Linked DNA regions of Muntiacus reevesi: region 1 is linked to region 2. The links are chromatin contacts, called in public Hi-C maps. All regions are on one chromosome and are shown on one strand. Each heading gives the region's core, a stretch centred on a gene start, on an enhancer-like site or on the middle of the called end of the contact. The rest is flanking DNA. Distances are from core to core; before and after follow the strand shown.

Region 1 (5,394 bases), core at 124-2,623, 380 kb before region 2:
CCTAGGGCCCTCATCACTTCCACCCTGGAGCACTACAAAGCATTATTTCAACAGACATATAAGAGATCTAGGGTCGGGCACAATGAAGAACAAAGACCCAGTCCATGTCTCACTGAGCTTCAGTCTAGCAAATTCCCTATATGGTCTCTCTGTCTACTGACTTTCCTTCCCTTTGCCACACTCCACCATGAGTCATCAAGCTCTTGGTAACTCTAAAAACCCATCAATGACTGCCCTAATGCCTACATGCAAAAAGCTCAACCTGCACCACTCCACCCCAACCTGAAATGCCATGTCTCTTTATCTACCCTCATTCTCTTAATCCTTCAAGACACAGGCTCCAGTCTCACCTCTTGTGGTCTTCTCCCAACCAAAGAGATCTTTCTTCTTTCTGCTCAATTTCACGTTTCCACTCTCACTATATTCGTTTCTTAATTTCCTTTCATTCTCAATGAGACTTCAACTCACCTGCAAATGTGGTCAGCCTCTTAGCACACAGGAGGGACACCTACATTCTCAAATCCTCAAACGATTAAAAAAACAAAAACATGCCAAGCCCAGACTTCTTTCCCCCTCGTTCCAGCTGTCCAGTCACATTGGGCTCACAGGCCTGTTTTTCTAGCTTGAAGTCACTTAAGGCCTAACCTTTGCAAGTTCTGCGCCCCAGGTCTGCAGCACTGTCCTCCTTCTGAACACTTTTCTTTCTGTGTATGTTAAAATATTAGCTTCATGAGAACACGGCTCTTGTCTCTCATTCTGTCTTTCCACCGCCTGGCACGTGATAGCCGCTCAGTAATAATTTTCTGAAAAGTAATTACTTTAAAGCGAACGAATGAATGAATGAATGAATGAAGTCAACCATTTTATAAACCCCAGGTCTCGACCCAGGACCGAGTCTCTGATCGCATTTCCAGAGGCGAAAGCCAACCTCGGGGTCTAGGGAGGCGCTGCTCAAGTTCACTGAACCAGGCGGGGGTGGGTCAAGGTCGCGGCCCAGGGCCCCCTCCCCTCCTAGGTGCGTGGTCTTCTGCGCAGTGGACCCCGCTGCCGCCCAAGCGCTCAGCCTCCCAAGGTTCCCCCGCCCCGCCTCACCTCCCACGCAGGCCAGCGCAGCTTTGAAGGCGCAGCTTTCCATCGCTCTCTCAATCATCTTCTGCTCCTCACTCTTGGCTGGACTCGGGATCCCGCCCAGGCTCCCAGGCTCCAGGACCCGGGGCTGACGCTTGTCGCCCACCAAGTACTGCAGAAGAAGGCTGTACTGCAGCGGAGCTTCGGCGGAAGCGGCCGCCTCAGGTGCGGAGCCCCCAGCACTGGGGGCGGTCGCCGCCATGACTGTGGCCCAGGAAACCTGGCGTTCTTCTTCTCATAACAGATTCCACAAGCTTCCCGTCGGGCCTTGCGCGCCCAGCCACCGTACCGCAAAGGCAGATTCGCCACACCGAGCGAGCTTGAGGAAGCCGCGGAAGCCAAGTCAGTTCGTGCACACCCAGCGGAAGAGCTATCATGTTCTCCTGTGAATACTGAATCAGGCTTATGAGGCATTCCTAACGACACTGACAAAAGATTTCGAATCACCAGACAGCACCCTCTCCGCGGCTACAGCGCGGGGCGTACCGGAATTTGTAGTTCTGACACACTTACACCCCAGACATTTCCCAGGAAGCCTTGCGCGGGCACGCGCGTCTCCGCCGCCTCTCGCGCTCCTGACGGGCGGGAGGGCAGAGAGGCTACAGCGAGCCGGGGCACCAGCAGGGGGTGCGCGCGCCTCGCCACTGCCCTTCCAGCCTAGTAATTCCAACAGTGCGTTGTTAGATGCCGATGGGGTAAGGTGCTTTGTAAATTAACGTGAAAACGTGATATGAATGTATGGAGTAAATGTTTTATTCAGTAATTGAATCGTTGAGGGGAGAGAGAAGGGGCCAAAAAAAAATGAGTGAAGTTTAAGACAAAAAAGAAAAAAAGAAAGAAATCCCCTGGCTATCCACTGCTTAGGACTCCGCGTTTCACTTCCGAGGGCCCTGGTTCCAGCCCTGATCCGGGAATTAAAAATCCCTCGAGCCGCGCAGCCAAAAAAAAAAAAAAAAATTAGTGAAGATAGCCGAGTTTAAGTACGAGATGTCTATGGCCAGATGGAGAACGAGGGAGGCCGAGGCTGCTACTCCCTCCAGCCAGTTGTTGTCCTGTGGGACTAGCATTGCGGTGAATGCCACTTATATTATGCTGAATCAGTTAAAAGTGCTTACTAGCTTGCAAACTCAGAACCTGGAGTTTAACTGTGAGATAGCAGCGTGTATGAACCCAGAAAACCTTTCACAGTAGTTTCTATGGTACCAAAATGGATCCCAAACTATTGTATTGATCCAGACTTGCAGCATATCTGGTTGTATCAGCTAATAGAAACAAATGGAAACAGAAGATGGGGAGGGTAGCCAGTCAACAGAGACTGAGAGACCCCTTTGGCAGCCAGAGTTGTCTGTGTCACCTGCAGAACCTACAGTTCACCCTGCTTCAGCTCCCACCAGACCGTGAACCCACTCATCCTAACTTCCCAGTTGTTGAGTCCAGATCTCATTTCACTCGAAGGCTCAGCTGCATTTACCGCTGTTTTGAAGTTTCTTCCATTTCTGTGGAGCTCCTCTCTCCTAGTTTTGCCAAAGCCTCTCCAGTGTGTCTGTCGGTCATCGGTGCTGACACCTCTCTGCCTGACCCTTTCCTGTTGGGCCCCTCAGGGCTTCATCCTTTATCCTCACTCTGCCTGAGCAGCTCATCCATGCTCGTGACTTCTACTACCGCCTGTACTGCAAGATGCATGCATGTGCGTGTGCTAAGTCGCTTTAGTCATGTCTGACTCTTTGCGACCCCCTGTACCATAGCCCACCAGGCCCCTCTGCTCATGGGATTCTCCAGGCAAGAATACTGGAGTGGGTTGCCATGCCCTCCTTCAGGGGATCTTCCCAACCCAGGGATTGAACCCGTGTCTCTTCTGCATTGTCAGGCAGGTTCTTTACCACTAGAGCCACCTGGTAAGCCCCTGTACTGCAGCAGTGACTCCCAAATTTTCATCTCTAGCTCCGACACGAGCCTTCTCATCAGCCTGGGAACCAGACATTCCCTACAGGCATCTTTAACTCAGCACACCCTGCCAACCACCCATTCCTTCCAGAAGAGTGAGGGGCCCAGGGTTCTGATTCACTCAGAGGTCTTAAGAGCCGAAGTTGGATCTGAGAGGTTGGGACAGACCCCTAGGCAAGTCCCAGGCAAAGTGGCCTTCCAAAGCAAGGAACAATCTAAACAATTAATCCCTGGGATGAGTTAGAGAGCAAGAGTCAATCCCACAGTGAAGAGTCTGCATCAGAGCGCAGGTGAGATCAAAGTCACCTGCTCGCCGCAACTAGCAAAAGCCTATATGCAGCAATAAAGAGCCTTGCAGCCAAAGATAAAAATTTTTTTAAAAGCTGTGGTACCAGTGTGACCATGGTGAGGCGGGAGAAGCCTTTTCTGGAACATGGTGGCCTGGATAACAGAAGGAGACACAGATACCCTGATCCGGTACCTCTCTTCCCCCACCCTTCTCCTTCCATAGGTGGAATGGGTTTCACCTGATGGAAAGTTTGAACCTCTTCAAGCATATTCCACAAGTAAGAAGTGGTTTCCCATGTCTGTTTCCCTGGCCTGAACTTTGCCTGTACTCTAGGGACTTCATCTGGTCACGGCCTCATGGGAGTCCAGTCACTCTCATGTTACAGGCTGTCTGTTCTGGCCATGGGGATACAGGGTTGAGGCAGCATCTCAGTGGGTCAGAGAGAACAGGAGACACTTCATGATAAATGAGATTCACAGAGAAGTCAGAACGCTCTGAATTGATGACTCATCACTTGGACTGATGGGTAGTGGCACAGATGGGGAGGTGCCACACTGGAGGAGGGCCTGATCCTCTCTCGCCCTGGGTGTCTGGGAGAGCGTGGCTGGCCTGTAGTTGCCCCAGCATGTCAGGAGCCCAGGAGTAAAAGGAATAGCACAAGTGGGATGGAATGAGGAGGTCCGAGTTGAGAAGTGCGGTGTGTCCTGGGTGAATTTGAGTTGTATGTGAATTTGCTAACAGCAATTAGTCTGAATAGTCCCGTTGTTGGTAGGAGGTCTGGCCACATAGGTAACTGAGTAGCCAACTGAGTTACCCTGGATGGTAGGTACTGGATGAGTGACTTTGTATTTAAAGGGCTCTGATCCATGTCCTTCAAAATCAGAGGACAGCTAGGAGCTAAGGATGGAAATATGGCAGGTGAGAAACTCATAGAAGAAGATACTAACAAGAAGTGGCTGGAGCTTGGCTGGAGCAGATGCCCAGGAACCCCGAGAAGGTGACAGTATCCACCAGCATCCCCAGGATGGCTTTGTCTTCATGTGTAGGTCAGAGAAGAAATCCAAGGATATTTGAGAATCAAGACTTGGTATGATCCTGGACTTCCTTGATGGTGCAGTGGATAAGAATCTGCCTGCCATGGGTTTGATCCCTGGTCCAGGAAGATTCCACATCCTACAGAGCAACTAAGCCCGTGTGCCACAACTGCTGAAGCCTGTGAGCCTAGAGCCTGTGCTCCACAACAAGAGAAGTCTCTGCAGGAAGTCTGAGCACCACAACTAGAGAGCAGCCCCCACTCGCCACCACTAAAGAAAGCCTGCTTTCAGCAACAAAGACCCAGTGCAACCAAACATAAATAATAAAATGATAAATACATTTTAAAAAAAGACTTGGTACAGTTCTGGCACCACCTGTCACACGTGATCACATAAGGCAGTGGGTGAGCTTTAACAGAGGGCCACTTGAAGCCTGGCATATCTGTTTGGCTAGAGTTTCTGGTTAGGAAGGAATGATGGTGAGACACTGCACCTGAGCAGAGGCTGCCCCTACCTGGGTGTACTGCCATATTGCTTCACTCTCTGGGCACAAAGCCATCAGTGATCCCTTTACCCACTTGCCACCCTCCCCAAAGCCAAAGTTTTCCATGTCCTGATATTACTTTCAGAGATGAATGAGAAAGCCTGGAGTGCTCTGGGTTCAAGAAGGAACTTTCCTAGGAGGGGCACAGTAGGCATGCAGCTTTGTTGGGGCCTGGGTCCAGGTAGGGCAGGTGTTATTTTTGGTTGTAAATAACTTCTTTAACCACAGCTCAGTCACTTGTGAACTCTGTTGATCTGCGAGGAACATCAGCAGGTAGGCCTCTGAGCTGACTAAAGAATAAGAGCCTGTCATTGAATGCATTGCTTGGGCATCAGTGCCGTGTATGGACGAGAAGAAGCTGTAGGATTGAAAGCTGGACCGGTACTCAGGTTGCTGAGGCCAACCTGGGTTTTATTTATTTATTTATTTATTTATTTATTTTTTTCAGCCTGGTT
Region 2 (5,034 bases), core at 1,605-4,104:
CATGGCTCCCACGAGGTTACAAAACAAGCTCCCTCCCTGCTCTCCCACCCAGGGGGACTCATGGGCAGGTTGAACTCGAATGGTTCCTGTTGTAAGACCCACTCTGCTCATCCACCAGGATTGCTGTGAGTTCACACAGAGGAGGGTGCAGGCAGGATGCCTGGGCCCAGCCAGGCTTGTGCCCTCCACATTCTCCTCTGTGCCCAAGCAGTTTTCAGCCAGATCCAGCTTATCTTTGAGCTCTCAGAAGACAGTCTGGACAGGGGAGGACAAACCCGGGGTCCCAGGTGTCTTTTAGTTGGTTCAACAGGGTTCTGGGAGCCATGGAGGGGAAGACTTCGGTGGATCTTACTGGGGGATGGGCACCTGAGTGGTCCAGGGGAATCTGTAACAGGACCAGAGCTCCACCTCTGTTTCTCCATCAGCGTCAGGTCTGCGGGCCGAATTCCTCTTCAAGCCCTTCTGGTTTCCTGTGTGTGCATCAGTGCTGAGCTCCTCTGTAGGAAAGGAGTCCAAGGTATGCAATCATCTTATGCTTTGGGAGCATCTTGGCAAGTGTCCTGAAGCCTGAGGATGTCCTGATCTCTCTGAAAGCCAAGATGCCTCCCTGGAGTTGGGGAGAGCTTGTCTTGGGGATCAGACAGAACTCTCCTAGGCTGGAACATAAGACATAGATGCTTCCTGGGTCCAGCCCGATGGCCGAGATGCCCATGTGAAGTCCTAGGCCACCTGCTTGATGACTCAAATGCCAAGGAAGAAGGGTTGCCTCCTGTCTGTCTCCTTGATCTACCAGGACCCTCTGAAGCTCACAACTTCACATTCCCTTCCCCACTTTGGCATCTTTGATGTCTCTGGATCATTGTCAGAATGTGAGCAATCTAAACCCTTCACAATTCCGCTCTGAAGGTGGTGATGTGGGGCTTCCCCTAGACTCCAGGTTTTAGCAGGTCCAGGTTGAGATCCCTCCCAAGACAACCCACAATGATTCAGGCTTTGATGGAGTCAGAGGCTACACTGGCTGAGCACGCTGACCTTGCTCAGTCTCATCCTCTTCTTCCACACTGATGACCTTGAAGGCCACCACCAACTTGGAACAGTTGCCATCTTTCTGGACACTTTCTCCCACCTGGTCAGATTTAGGGAAGAGTTCTCAGGATCTATTAATACCTGGGCACACTGGTGGACAAACTCCCTCCAGGGTGCTAGTCCTCCCACTCCAGCAGACCACCCACCTTTCCACACCCCTGGGAAGCTCTTAGATTCCTCCTGTGATGCCCCAGGTTGGGCGGCAGCCTGGGATATGCAGACGGTGAGGTCAACAGGGGTAGAGAAGTGTAGCCACACAGTTGGCCCAACCTCTAAGACCCACTGCTTACAGTATATCCTGGCACAAACCATTGGCCCTTGATTTTGTAATCTATTCCCACAGGTCCTTCAAGAGCAACCTCCCAGCACTCAGGCATGCACCAGGTTTTGTTCTCTGTGGAAGGGCTGCTCCTGGGCTTCCTGGTCACAGCAAGCTGCTTTGTACCAGCTCTGTGACTTGGGGCAAGTCAAGTTCCTTCTCTGTTTCCTGACCTGAAAGTGATGGGTGAGAATAGGAGGTTTGAACCATTTCCAGCAGATCACAAACATCTGCCTGCTCTGAACTTGGACTTCACCAGGTCCCAAGCAGGACAAGGATCCTCTGTCTGCTTTTGCAAGGACACAGACTGAGATGCCATGGCGAGCTGTGCACGGCGCCCACCTCTCATGGAGCCAGGGAAGTCCCTAGCCCAGGGCATTGCTCCTCTTTAGAGCTGGGCCCTGCCAGCTAGGTCTGGTCACAGCTCCAGCTTGAGGCCCTAGCGGAGCAGCCATCAAAACCCCCCAGGGGAGGGTGGCTGGTGGTGGTGGTGGGGTACTTCCTGAACTTACCAATAATCAGGGTGGTCTCTGTGAGAAACAGTACCCGAATTTTCTAGTGCTTTTATTTATTTATTTATTTTTTCTAGTGCTTTTAGATATGAGAACAGCCCAGTTCTACCGTTGGGCAGCTGTTGCAATGAGTTCCCACTCAGGTAGGGCTTCTCTATCAAACTAAGGAGGAAGGGCAAGTAACCCGTCTGAAAAGCTGTGACCACCACCATCCCCCGTCCCGCCCCGTCCAATGGAGGGAGCCCTTCAGACAGCTGATGGAGAGCGGGTTGAGCCTCTCATCTGGTTCGAGGGCTGCTCTGCACCCACGCTGAATTTCCCTGCTCGCTGTGGCCACGACCTGTTAGGCTGAGCACCCAGGCCGGGGGGTGATGCGTTCCCCCGCCCATCCCGAGTCCCCTTGAGGATAAACGGAGTAGGCGCTCTTTTCCCCCCCGGGGAAAAATGAGAGCCAGAGACAGCCTGAGAGGCCGCCCGGCTGAGCCAAGAGGCGGCTGGAACCATACGAAGCGCATTAACTATTAATAATTTCCAGTTGTTTGTTCGCTGGTTTCGGCCGGCTCCCCAGGCCTCTGCGAGTCGGAGCGCTCCTCTGCCTTCCCCTCGACGCCTAGGGCTAGAGATTCTAGCGTCCGCCGGCCCGGCTGGCCCAGGTCAAGGGGACAAGGAGCCCCCGGGCCCGGTGCGAGTCGGGTCTCGTGTCCGCCTGCGGCGGGGCGGACGGCCGGGTGGGGCGGGGGTCCCGGGCCGGCGCCCCGGGAGCCTGGGATCGGCTGCTCGCGGCGGGCTGAACGGCCAGGCGGAGGGCAGCGCGGGCGGCGCACGGCAGGAGCGCAGCGGCCCCTGGCGCCCGGCCTGGCGGCTCCGCCACCGCGGGCGGGTCGGGCCCGGGCGGGGCGGGGCGGGGCGGAGGGCGGGCCCGGGAGCGCGGCGGCCGGCGGACCCGGACGGCGCGCGGGCGGCCGGCAGGGAGGGCGGCCGGCGGGCAGCGGCCCCGGCCCCGCCGCGCGCACCGCCATGGTGGGCCGGCTGAGCTTGCAGGATGTGCCCGAGCTCGTGGACACGAAGAAGAAGGGCGACGGCGTCCTGGACAGTCCGGACTCGGGGCTGCCCCCCAGCCCCAGCCCCAGCCACTGGGCGCTCGCGGCGGCCGGGGGCGGCGGCGGGGAGCGCACGCCGGCCTCGGGGGCGCTGGAGCCAGACGCAGCGGCCACCCGCGCGGCCCTGGTAAGTGACCCCGCCCCGGCCCCTTCCCCTCATCCTCTCTATCCCCCCACCCCGTGCCGGACCCCCAGGCGGTCTGCCCGCCCTCCCGGGGCGCGATGTGGGCGCCGCCGCCCGCCCGTCGGGACGGCGTGGCCAGCGCCGGGAGCCCGGGGCGGGAGCGCGGCGAGAGCCTGGCCAGCTGGAGCCGGTGGCTGGAAAATTGTCATCGCCTGGGAGGCGCGGGAGCCCCGGGAGAGGCGGGCCGCCGTCTCTTCCCTTCGGGGTGGCGGCCCCCGCGGCTGTCAGGCTGCGGCTTGACCACATCCTGACCTGGCCGGGCCACAGGGGTCCCGGGACACCGAGAGGGAACCCCAGGCTTCTCCGGGCTTTGCCCCCGCCCTCGGTGGTTCCGACGGGCCTTTCCCACTCCCGGTAGGTCTTGGGAGGAGGGATCTGCTCCACTCCCGGATTCATTGAGCAAAGAGGGCCAGCTTTAGGGCACTGTTAGCAGCCTTGGAGAGGACCTCTTGAGATCAGTGGCCCCTCTTGACCCATCACCTAACCTGTATCTGGCGCATGATGGGTGGGAGGACTTTAGGTGGGTGGAAACTTTCAAGGATGAGTCCTTTTACTTTACTTTAAAACTTTTATTTAAAGAGAAAATGCAAGTACCTTAGGAATCACTCAGATGGTGGTGTTTATTGCCTTTACCTAGAGTTCAAGGGACCCACATCCTGCCTACAGTCAAGCTCAGAGCTCTGAGCCGGCCCCTCTGCCTTGGGGATGAATGTTTGCAGCCCTCTCCCCTGTGTGAAGTAGTCAGTTGCTACTGACTATAGTCAGTTCAGCTGCTGCTTCTTAGGGACCCACCCGCTTTGGTGCGTGGAATTCTTGATCCTGTCTCTCCATGAACATCACTGTGTTCTCTCGTTTCCATTAGAAGGCAGCACTGGCTCCATCTTGGCCTTCAGAACCCTGGCCGCCTGGCCCTTTATAGCCTCATCTTCCACATCCCCTGACCGCAGGCAGATAGACACACCGGTGCCCCCGAGACTGCTCCCTCCCTCTGGCATGCTTCTTCCCTTCTACCTCTCCAACACCCAGTCCATCAAACCCCTGCCGGCTGCCCTTTGGGACCCAACTTGTCACCTCCTCTGGGAAGTCTTCCTGGATGCCTCCCAGAGCCATGCCAGGGACTGTGACTCCGTCCCTTTCCCCTGGTGGGTACCTGGTTCGGGAGTCTGACTCCTGCTGCCCCGCCCCACCCCCAGCCTGCACTGGGGCACGCGTGTGCTCAGAGAGTGCTGGCGGCAGGCATGAGGAGGCGAGGAGTCAGGGCAGGAGGACCAGTGTCTGTGTGGACACCTGGAAGAAGGCTGCCGTGTGAGTGTTGAGAGTCTCCTGCCTCCTCTTGGTGGCTGTGTCGTCCTGCAGCCCCCAGGGCTGCTGGGAAGGCACCCCTAGGTTGGGGAGTGTCTGTGGGCAGAGCAGACACCCCTGGCACTGCTGGGGGCTGCTTCCTGAAGCTCTGCTGCAGCCAGTGCCTACCCCCTCCTGGACGCTCGGACCTGAGTTCTCAAGCCCCAGTGAGGGCTTATTAAACTCCTCCCCCACCCACCCTGAGTTCAGGGCTGGACCCTGGGGACCCCCACCTCTCCCTGACCTACCTGGTCCCCTTTGGCTTTTGTCTGTCCACCTTATGCCCCCTACTTGACACCTTGTCCTGGTAACCTAAGAGTCTTAAAGTCAAACCTTCTAGAAATGTCTGCTTCCTGGAAGCCCTAGGGGTGGGGCTGCCACCACCATGTCCTGGCCCAAGTGTAGGTTCTTCTCTCAAATCAAGCAAAGAAAATGACAGTTCTCAGTTATCCCAGGAGGGCTGCTTCCTTTAGCTGGCTTAACACAGAAGCC

Evidence for each region. Hi-C and Micro-C count contacts between places; a contact is called where the count stands out from the background.
Region 1: a Hi-C map of muscle shows a contact between it and region 2, with 5 times the contacts expected there. The contact joins the promoter of TIMM22 here to the promoter of RFLNB in region 2. A contact is called at or near these places in 2 of 3 Hi-C or Micro-C datasets (blood and muscle).

Annotation. Positions count from the first base shown.
Region 1 is chr18:39,980,119-39,985,512 of mMunRee1.1, reverse strand. TIMM22 (translocase of inner mitochondrial membrane 22) reads right to left here and starts at 1,373. Exons shown (of 4, transcript XM_065910852.1): 1 at 1,093-1,373. The coding sequence starts at 1,330.
Region 2 is chr18:39,601,922-39,606,955 of mMunRee1.1, reverse strand. It overlaps RFLNB (refilin B), which reads left to right and starts at 2,854. Exons shown (of 4, transcript XM_065909313.1): 1 at 2,854-3,144. The coding sequence starts at 2,935.